Linked DNA regions of Macaca mulatta: region 1 is linked to region 2. Evidence: chromatin contacts called from public Hi-C data. All regions are on one chromosome and are shown on one strand. Each heading gives the region's core, a stretch centred on a gene start, on an enhancer-like site or on the middle of the called end of the contact. The rest is flanking DNA. Distances are from core to core; before and after follow the strand shown. Region 1 overlaps LOC144331700 (a long non-coding RNA gene). Region 2 has its middle 9.6 kb from the start of RPL3.

What was found. A called contact is a pair of places that touch in the nucleus more often than the background predicts.
Region 1: a contact with region 2 is called in a Hi-C map of blood, with 5 times the contacts expected there. The contact joins two enhancer-like sites. A contact is called at or near these places in 7 of 14 Hi-C or Micro-C datasets (CD4 T cells, blood, fetal cortex germinal zone and 3 more).

The regions. Positions count from the first base shown.
Region 1 is chr10:12,386,484-12,391,810 of T2T-MMU8v2.0, forward strand. It overlaps LOC144331700 (a long non-coding RNA gene), which reads right to left. Exons shown (of 3, transcript XR_013399069.1): 3 at 1-4,718. Among named protein-coding and RNA genes, the nearest start is that of CBX7, 20 kb to the right of the region's middle. Within about 2 kb of position 2,403, at least 6 of the 40 cell types and tissues checked have an H3K27ac peak or open chromatin away from gene starts, as enhancers often do.
Region 2 is chr10:12,248,811-12,253,659 of T2T-MMU8v2.0, forward strand. No RefSeq gene overlaps it. Among named protein-coding and RNA genes, the nearest start is that of RPL3, 9.6 kb to the left of the region's middle. Within about 2 kb of position 3,116, at least 5 of the 40 cell types and tissues checked have an H3K27ac peak or open chromatin away from gene starts, as enhancers often do.

The DNA of each region.
Region 1 (5,327 bases), core at 1,153-3,652, 140 kb after region 2:
GAGGGTGGGAGGCCAGAGACTGGCAGCCTACATGCATCCACCCCACTGCAGCCCCTCCTGCTTGTCCCGTCCGGGCCCCTGGAAGATCCCTCCAGGCTCTCCAAGGGCAGAGGGCAGCACGGGGAGCAGGCTTGGTCTCCTGCGGAGGGGAGGTCTCTGAAGCCGCCAGCTCCCAGCTTCTCCCCAGACTGCTCTGGGCCTGAAACTAGGGGGCGTTTGCAGAAAAACATGGAAAAGAATTACCCTAGTTTTGGTGGTTTTGCGGAACAGCAAGTCCCTGGATTCCCAGGTCAGCTTGACCGAGCTAGCTGTGGGATCTTGGACAACGACCCCCTTCCTCCTAGGACCCCAAAGGCACTCCCAGGGCGAGGGCTCCAGAGCCTGACCATGCCCAGGCCCTCCCCTCTGAATGTTCGAATCCTGCAGACCATGGCTGTGTGGCGGTGGGAGCCGCTGTAACCCACCAGGCCTGGCCCAGTGCAGAGAAGGGATTGGCTCCTGCCCTTGGTCAGAGGCACAGGATCTGCAGAGAGGCAGTGATGATGTCACAGAGCATGACAAGGGCAGCGATACAGGGGTTGCCCAAGGAAGGGATCAAAACCTCCCATCTTGCAGATAGAGATACTGAGTCCCAGAGAGGGGACGTGGCCGTCCAGGCACTGGAGACTAGAACCCAGGAGCCTTCTACCTCTCCCCTCTTCAGGCCCTGACCCCCAGAGCTTCCCTGGGGACGGTAGGTGGGCTAGGGAGCTCCATAAGATAGAACTGAGAGCAGAAACCCCTCCTCTGTTAACTGACTCCTCCCAGAGCCCTGGAATCTCTGCTTCCAGGATTGGGGTTCATTTACTTCTGCGATAGTCTGGGCTGGGTGGGACTGGCACAGGATGGGTCCCCTATCACCCCAAGTCCAAGGGGCGCCCCAAGCAGGGGCCTATTGCCAAGCAGGCTGGCAATAGGCCAGGGCCCCCGGCAGCGGCGAGGCAGCTGGACAGGGCAGCCGCCAAGAATGCCAGGAATGCGGAGCGGCCGTGTCCTTCCCGCTCCTCTTCCTCCCCCCACCGCCAGCCCAGAACAGGATATTCCCTGTCCAGGGAAACCCAAGTCCGGTCCCTTTATGGGAAAACCATGGGGCACCTGGTGGACACTGTTCCTGCACTGGGACGGGTGTTCAACACAGGGGAGACCTCAGAGACGGGGGCATCGGGTGCTGCTGCGGAGGATGCCGGAGTCTGTAGGGCTGGCTCTGTGTGGGTTCAGCACACTTGAGGGCCTACTATGTGCTAAGGGCTTCATGTGAATTAACTCACTCAGTCTCACATCAACCCTGGGAGCTTCTGCTTTGCAGATCAGGAAACTGAGGCTTGCAGAGGCTAAGGAGCTTGCCCGAAGGCCCCAGCTAGCAAGCGGGAAAGCCAGTCTGACTCTGATACCCAGACTCTCAGCATAGGCCAGGCGGCCCCAACTCAACTGTGGCCATGGGGGCATGGCCTGCACCCTCACATGGCACCTGTGGGGGAAGGGCATGTTATTCCCAGCTGGTCCGTTTCAAAGGTGGCAAAGGTTTGTCGTAGAGATGCAGGGCTGTTCTTGCAGATCTCAGCACCATGGAATCCCAGAGTTTGATTAGGATACAGACCATTGGCACCAGGAGGGGCTCCTCTGGACCCTCCCTGACGAGCAGGGGAGGCGGTTACTCTGGGGGTCCAGGGATAAGAGGTGGGGCTCTGAGAGAGCTGAAGGGGGGACACAGGTGTGGGAAGCCAGCGGGGCTAGCTGCACTGACTCCAGCCCTGGGATCCTAGAGGTGCTGCACCCTGCCCTGGGCTGCACGCCCATCACCTCCCTTCGAGGCCAGCCCGCCTCGGCCCTTTGGTTTTGCTACAGGTCTGGGGCATTACCCTAGTGGGGTCAGGTGCAGCCAGAGACATGTAGACCCAGCCTTGGATCAGGCCCTTGGCAGGTAGAGAACGGAGAAAATGCAGAGGCATGGGCTGTGCTGCCACCCTCGCCACCCCTGAAACCAGCCCAAAGTGATTGGAGACTAAGGGACCATCTACACGAGAAGTTCTCCTCATTTAGAAATAGGGGAAACTGAGGCACGGGAGGCCATGTGGCTTGCTCAAAGTCATAGAGCTGTCACCTAGTGGAGCTGTGATTGGAATCCTGGTCTTTCTGTCTCTGGCCCCCACCCGGGGGGCCCCTGACGGTCCCTCCCTTCTCCCCTGCTTCCCTAGCCCCCCAATTCTGGCTGGTTCTGTTCCACTGTGTTGTCCTGTAGGGCTTCGGGTCCCCCGGGGGGCCAGGGTCAGGTAAACAGGATCCCAGCCGCATTCCCTGACCTTGTTTACCTCCCAAAGGAATGTGAGGGCATTCTTCCCCTTCCCGGGCCGTGAGTCAGCTCTCAGCAATGCGCGGGCTGGCTGCTGGCTGCCCCTCCCCCATGCAACCCCCTCGGACCCCTGCCCCTTGCCTTCTCACCCGCTGACGTCACTGATGTCACCCCTCCCCACACCCTCATGGAGCCCACCGGGCCTCCAGTTGCCATGGCGACGGCTCACAACAGGAAGCACGGCCCCATGGAGGCCTGCGCTGGGGCAGAAACACAGGAAGCCGCGCTAAGCACTGAGCAGCATTGTCAGCCCCATAAAAAACAAAACAGGACAAAAAGATTTAATGAGAACAATCAGCCCAAAGAAAAAGGAAAAAAAAAAAAGACCAAAAAAACAAACAAAGCCAAACAGCCTGAAGGCAAGGGGTTGGCAGGGCTCCAAGGACCCCACGTTTTCCCTCCCGGCACAATGTAGGCTCAATAATACTTCCTTCTCAGAAGGAGGCTCCTGGGGGTGAGCAGCGGCTGCAGCAGCTCCTCTGCTGAGGCCTCCAAAGCTACTCTTGGCTACCCTTGGTAACCCCAACCCAGGTCCAGCTCTGTGCCCTCTACTGAAGGCTTTGGGGGACTGGATGGGCTAGTCCTGCCCCCACCTTCCCAAGTATTACACCTCCCAAGTCCTGCTAGGGGACATATTCAGTTCAGTGGAAGAAAGAGAACGGGCTCCTGGGTCACCCAGATGGAAAATCTACTCCTGGCCCAGCCGCTGCCTGATCGTGAGATTCTGTGCAGTGGCGATCTCTCTTGCACCTGACTTTCCTCATTGGTTTTGCAACCATCACCGTTATCAGTATCCGCCTTCACACCTCATAGAGGTGTTGCAAACCTCAGGTGAGCTGGCACATCAACTAGCACCCAGTAGGTGCTCAATGTGTGCAGCACCCAGTAGGTGCTCAATGTGTGCAGAAGGAACTCATGGAGGATGAATGAATGGGGCAGAAATTCCGTGGAGGCAGCTAGGTCAGCTCTGAACTAACCATCAGAGATGGACAAGATGCCCCAGTGGGTATGGGGATCCCCGTCGCTAGATGGGGCAGGCTTGTGACGGCTTGGTGGGACCTTGTAGAAGGGACTGAGCCCTGGAACAGGGAGGGTGTAGGGGAGGAGCAAAGCTCCCTCCCTCCAGCAGAAGGCTCTGGCCCAGTGGTCCCGTCTGGATAATCCCATTTAGTCTGGTATCTGGTTGATGCCTGCACCGTGACTGTGGGAACATATCCTACAGTGTCAGAGGGGCCATTGGTGGTGGTGGGACCCCTGGCTCTTTCTCCATTGCCTGGAGAGAGTAGGGCCCTGGGGCAGAGGAGGCCACCATTCTAGTCCATTTAGGAATGTGATGGGTAAGAATGATCCCCATGGGACAGTGGCAGAGCTGGACTCTGACCACACGGGCAAGTCAGGCCATCCCCTGCCATATAGCGGTCCAGCACCTCCTGTTGGCCCAGTGGTTCCTGCAAATGGTTGGTGATAGAGCAAGCCTTGCAGGGCCCGGCTGAGGAGTGGGGGACGGGATGCTTAGGCGAGGAGGCTGACTGAGGTTCAGAGCCTGGCTCCAGGTGGTCAGAGAGGCCACGTGGGGGAAATGGGCCAGAAAATGCGGATGGGACTTTGTTGGGTAAGGACAAAGATGGTAGCTGTTCCACTCAAGGGCATAGCAGGAGCACAGGTGTGGCAGTGAGAAAGCCCAAGGTGTTCTGGCCATGGGACCCAGATCCACGTACCTGTAGTCGAAGTCGGTGTCACAAAATAAAGAGATCCCATGGAAAAGAGGTTGGAGCCAGATCTCAGAGAGTCTTGAGTGTCACTGCCAGCAGTCAGGAGCTGACGCCTTAGGCAACGGGGAACTGTTGGGGGCTTTTGACCAGGGTAGTGATATGTGCAGCCAGCTAATTTAGGGTGATGCCTCTGTGTGGATTAGGAGCGGAGGATGCACCAGGAAACAGCATAGGATGGGAGGTCAGGGAATCTGCGGTCTGCTGGATTGGCTTCTTTTCTTTTGAACTTAATAATAATGAGACATAATAGATGTTCAATCAGGCTGGGCGCAGTGGCTCACACTTGTAATCTCAGCACTTTGGGAGGCTGAAGCAGGCAGATCACCTGAGGTCAGGAGTTCGAGACCAGCCTGACCAAGATGGTGAAATCCCGTCTCTAGTAAAAAAAAAAAAAAAAAAAAAGTGCAAAATTAGCCAGGTATGGTGGCGTACGTCTGTAATCCCAGCTATTTGGGAGGCTGAGGCAAGAGAATTGCTTGGACCTAGAAGGCGGACTTTGCAGTGAGCTGAGGTCACACCAGTGCACTCCAGCCTGGGCAACAAGAGTGAAACTCCATCTGAAAAAAAAAAAGTGTTCAATCAATATTTATAGAATGAATGAATAGCAACCACCTTATACTGTGATATTTATTTTGCATACATTGTCTTGTCAGTTCTCACTACAACCCTAAGAAATCGGCCTCATTCTTCCTGGTTTTACAAATGAGAAAATGGAGGTTCAGAGAGGTTAAGGGACCTGCTCCAGGCTGCACAGCATGCTGTGGTGGAGCCAGATTCCAGCTTAGCTGAACCCACCCACCATCTCCCACTGCAGAGTCTACCCCAGTGCTGGGCTCTGTGCAAGGCCTTGGGGACACACAGATAACCAAGCTCCAACCATGTGCCTGAGTAGGCCCCAGATTAGAGGCCTCAGTTTTCCCAGCTGTGGACTGAGAGCTGGTGGAGGAGTGCTCAGGGAAGGGGTTGCCCTGGGCCCAGCTGGGGGAAGACAAGACTGAGACGGGGAGGAAGGGAAGGGTGCCCTGAGAAGAGGCAGGATAACCGTGGGGCGCTTGCAGGAAAGGAGCAGAGGCCAGGGCTTGGTAAGGGGATGAGGGGAGAAGCAGACATGCTGAGAGGCAGGAGCAGGTGGTCAGGGGCTGGGAGGAAATGGATCTCGGCCGCAG
Region 2 (4,849 bases), core at 1,866-4,365:
GGTGTCTTCCAGTTAAGGCTTGTTGAGGTTCTTTTGTAATCTGCACCCCAAGTCTGGTACTGGGAGAGCATGAACACAGGCACAAAGGTTAAGGAACTTGCCAGGGCTCAGCAGCTGGAAGCCTAGTTGGAACGTGTGGTAGAGGGCTGTGTCCCCTCTGGGCTGGGATCCGCCCTCTGGGACTTGGCTGGTTCAGTCCCTGTCCCCACTGGAGATGGCCCCTCTACCCCAGCCCCCGGGCATGGGACTTAGTTGCTTTGTTGACTTGCATGTTGAGTGCCTGCTGCTCTCAGCCTCGAGCCCAGGATGCTGGGGTGTGGCTGCTGCTGTAAGCTGAAGGAAGCCTCCGGGCTCTGGACTGACCCCTGTGACCTGGCCTGGAGCCGGGTGAGCTGGGTGAAGCCCAGCACAGACCCTGGCGATTGGACCCACTTGCTGACTCCCCATCTTTGCTCAAGCTGCACCTAGGCTCTACCAGGACGGGGCATGGAATACAGGTGCCCTGATGCCATCAAAGCTGGTCCCTCAGCTTCAGATGCTGTGGCTGTGTGCAGGCACTGCTGTACTCCAGCCCTCCCTGGGTTATTTGTGGCTAGAGTCCCCAGCTGTGGCAGCTGACTGTCCACCCAGCAGAGTGTCTGGCAGGCCTGCCAGTCACCTGGGCCCTAACTGCATGTCTGAGTCTGTTTATTTGGATGGATTGGCAATAGCTGGGATCTGAGGATCAGCGTGCACCTGTGGGCTCGGTGTGTGTGGGACTGTGGGAGAACAGCTGGGAAGATGCCCAAGTTGTCGCTGCTTCCCTGTGGACGTGAGGGTACGGGGTGGGGCACTAAAATGTCTTGAAGTCATCCAGGTGCAGAGCGGTTAAGTGCCATGTGGGTCCTGAGGCAGGGGCAGGCCAGAGTTGAGTGTGTGCAGCAGGAACCTTCCCCACATGTGTGTCCACCCCGCATGTCTCCAGCCCCTTCTGAGCTTGACTTGGGGCAGTTGGTCTCAAGGCACAACCCTCCTTCCTGCAGCCCCTCCCATCCTTGGCTCTGCAGCCTGGGCCTGGATGACTGGAGCTGCACTTCAGGTTGGAGCCACCAGGGGGTGAGTGTGCGGCACGTGCCCTGCAAGAGGGCGCTGCTAGGGATTTTGGATTGGGCAGGGTTCCCTTCTGTATCAGAGTCTCCGGATGCCCCGCATGGGTCGGGACCTGTTGTCCCAAGGCCACCAGGCACCTTAGTGGCAGGGCCAGGTGTGAGACCTGGTTGCCTGGTCTCCTGGGTGCTGCCTCTTGTCAGTCTCCCCGGTTCGATCTCGTCCTGGTGGGGATGATGAGTGGGCAGGGGTCCCAGCCTGTCCCCTCCCTTCCCCATCCCTTAGGCTGGGCCTGGAGCCCTGCTGCCCACCCAGCCCAGATAGGAAAGGGTTTGCTGGTCTGAGATGTCCTGGCTGAGCCTTGCTGCCTCTCCAGGGCTCCGTACTCAGTTGTGGGGATGTCTGTCTGCCCCCAGGCTCAGGACACACACACAGGCATCCGGTAACACAGACACACCTGCAGGCTGCAAGTGGAGGCTGGCGTCACACCTGTACCTGTCCACATGTGCCCAAGTGCACAGAAAGCCTTTCTCACGGGCAGCCTGGCTTGACTAGGGGCTGAGTCTTTGCTGTAGACAGCCACACAGCCCATCCTTGCCTGCCATGTGTGGTGGCTCACATCTGTAATCCCAGCACTTTGGGACACTTTGGGAGGATTGCTTGAGCCCAGGAGTTTGAGACAACATAGTGAGACCTGTCTCTACAAAAGATTTACAAGTTAGCTGGGTGTGGCGGCGCATGCCTGTATTCCCAGCTACTTGGGAGGCTGAGGTGGGAGGATCTGCTTGAGCCTGGGAGGTCAAGACTGCAGTGAGCCATGCATGATTGTGCCACTGCACTCCAGCCTGGAGTGCTCCACAGAGCAAGATCCTGTCAAGAAAAAAGCAAGGCAGTTTAGCAGTGAAGACGGCTGTGAGGAAATAAAACAGGTCACTGGGATGGAGTCATGTGGGTGGGGGCGGGGAGGCCTCTCTGAGATCTGAAGAGTATGGAGGATCCTGCCGGCGGAGCCCTGTGCTGGAACACTCACTCCCGGCAGGGAACAGCGAGTGCGAAGGCCCTGGGGCGGGACAAGGCTCCTGGGCTCGGGTATGAGCTCCTGAGGGCTCGGGTATGAGCTCCTGAGGGGGGCGTGTCATGATGTGGGCTCATTCCCAGCTGGATCTCCTGTCTCCCCAGCATGGAGTCGGTTTGTTGGGGGTCCCCACATCTCTGGGCCTCGTCTGTGTTGTGCGTGTGCCCGGCTGTCCCGAGCGGAGGCCTGCGGTGGGTGGGGTGGCTGCCGTGCCTGTGCATGTCACCGAGGGTACATCTCCAAGTGCCTGCTGGCATGCACTTCCTGTCACGCTTTTCTCTCACCAGAACCCCTAGACAGGCCTTGCCGGAATCCTGTGGTGACAGAACAAGAAGTCTCATTCCATTCCTCCTGAAAAAAAGAAAAAATACCTGCTGGGAATTTCTGAGCAAGTGGGAACAGGGAGGTGGTGGCAGGAGCTGCCTTTGCCTTAAAAGGTGTGACGGAGCCAGGGACTTCGCTCAGCTCACCTGGGGATGGCCACAGGGTGCGGAGGGGTGGGCAGCTGGCCGCCACCTTGTGGGCTCACTGCAAATTGCTCTCTGCCTAGATCCTCGTTGACAGCCTTGCTGGCGGGGGCTGTGCTGCCCTGCCTCTGTCCCCCTGCCCAGATGCAGCCCCATGCAGCTGGCAGCTCATCCTCCTCCCCTTGGTTCTCAGCCCTGTAGCTGAGAATGCAGCTACTTGCTGCAGCTTCTGGGGGTCCCCCTGCCCTGCCTCCCGGGTAGTTCCCAGGAGCCCAAAGTCCCCTTCCCTTTCCGGAGCAGTCTCAGGAGCCCACGCCAGACGTGATGCAAACCTCACAGGAGGCAGGAGATTACAGTAGCCCTCCTTATCCGTGAGCCTACCTTCCAACACCCGCAGTGGTGCCGCGGATAGTACCAAACCCTCTGTGGATTAGGCTTTTTCTCTCTCATCACCAAGAGGGCTACAAAGTGACTCACGGGTGGGAATGCCTGCAGTGTGGAGACACTGGACAGAGGAATGAGTCACTCTCATCGCTGCATGATTTAATCACCCTACTCAGAATGGCATGCAATGTCAAATTATGAATTATTTCTGAAATTCTCTGTTTAATATTTTCAGAGGCCGTGGCTGGCTGCTGGAAACTGTAACCAAGGAAAGTGAAACCACAGATATGGGGGCGCTGCGGTAACTCCACAGGCCTGAGAGTGAGGAAGGAAGGGAGCATCCAGGAACCATCCAGAGCCCAACCTCACCAGCCGCTCACCCACAATCGGCAGCACTCACAGGTCAAGGCAGTGCCCAGGACGGCAGGCAGCGATAATTGTGAGCATCTTGCTCTGTATTAGGCACTGAACATTTCACACAGAGAAAAGTCATCCGGCTCACTCCTTGAGGCAGGTTCTGTTATGATCCCATTTTATAGTAAGAAACTGGGGCTTGTGGATGAATAACTTGCACAGGGGCACTGTATGATTGGTGGGGTTGGGACGTGAGCCCAGGCATCTCTCCACCCTCACTCTAGGCTACTAGGGGTTGGTAAAGCCAATGAATGCTGGCTCAAGGGAGAAGGAGAGGGCTCATTTGTTGAGCATCTACGGTGTGCCAAGGTTTGTACTGAACTCTTTAAGAGCTGCCTTATTTTTATTTTTTGAGACAGGGTCTCACTGTGTCGCCTAGGGCTGGAGTGCAGTGGTGCAATCACAGCTCACTGCAGCCTTGACTTCCCGGGCTCAAGCAATCCTCCCACCTCAACCTCCCGAGTAGCTGGGACTACAGGTGTGTGCCACCATACCTGACTGATATTTATTTTTTGTTTTTTTATTTTTTTAGACGGAATCTCGCACTGTGGCCCAGGCTGGAGAGCAGTGGCGCAATCTCGGCTCACTGCAAGCTCCGCCTCTGGGGTTCATGCCATTCTCCTGCCTCAGCCTCCTGAGTAGCTGGGACTACAGGCACCCGCCACCACGCCCGGCTAATTTTTTTGTATTTTTTAGTAGAGATGGGGTTTCACTGTGTTAGCCAGGATGGTCTGGATCTCCTGACCTTGTGATCCACCCGTCTTGGCCTCCCAAAGTGCTGGGATTACAGGCGTGAGCCACTGCGCCTGTCCTAATATTTGTATTTTTTTGTAGAGACTGGGTCTTGTCATGTTGCCCAGGTTGGTCTCAAATGCCTAGGCTTAAACAATCCTCCCCACTCAGCCTTGGAAAGTGCTGGGATTAAAGGCTTTCAGCTACCTTGCCCAGCCCATAAACCTTATTTATTTATTTATGTGTTTATTTATGTTTGAGACAGCGTCTCGCTCTGTTACCCAGACTGGAGTACAGTGGCGCAATCTCAGCTCACTGCAACCTCCACCTCTTGGATTTAAGCGATTCTTGTGCCTTGGCCTCCTGAGTAGCTGGGATTACAGGTGCATGCCACTAGGCCTGGCTGATTTTTGTATTTTTAGTAGAGACGGGGTTTCACCATGTTGGCCAGGCTGGTCTTGAACTCCTAACCTCAGGTGATCCACCCGCCTCGGCCTCCCAAAGTCCTGGGATTACAGGTGTGAGCCATGGCACCTGGTATCACTTCTGTTTTCACAGGGAGGAAATTGAGGCTCAGCAAGGTTAAGTCACAGTCTCTGAGGTCAGACTCTTAGGAGTGGCGAGGCAGGGATATAAAATCCAGCTCCAGACACGAGTGCACAACCATCACACCACGCTGCCCTGGTGGAGG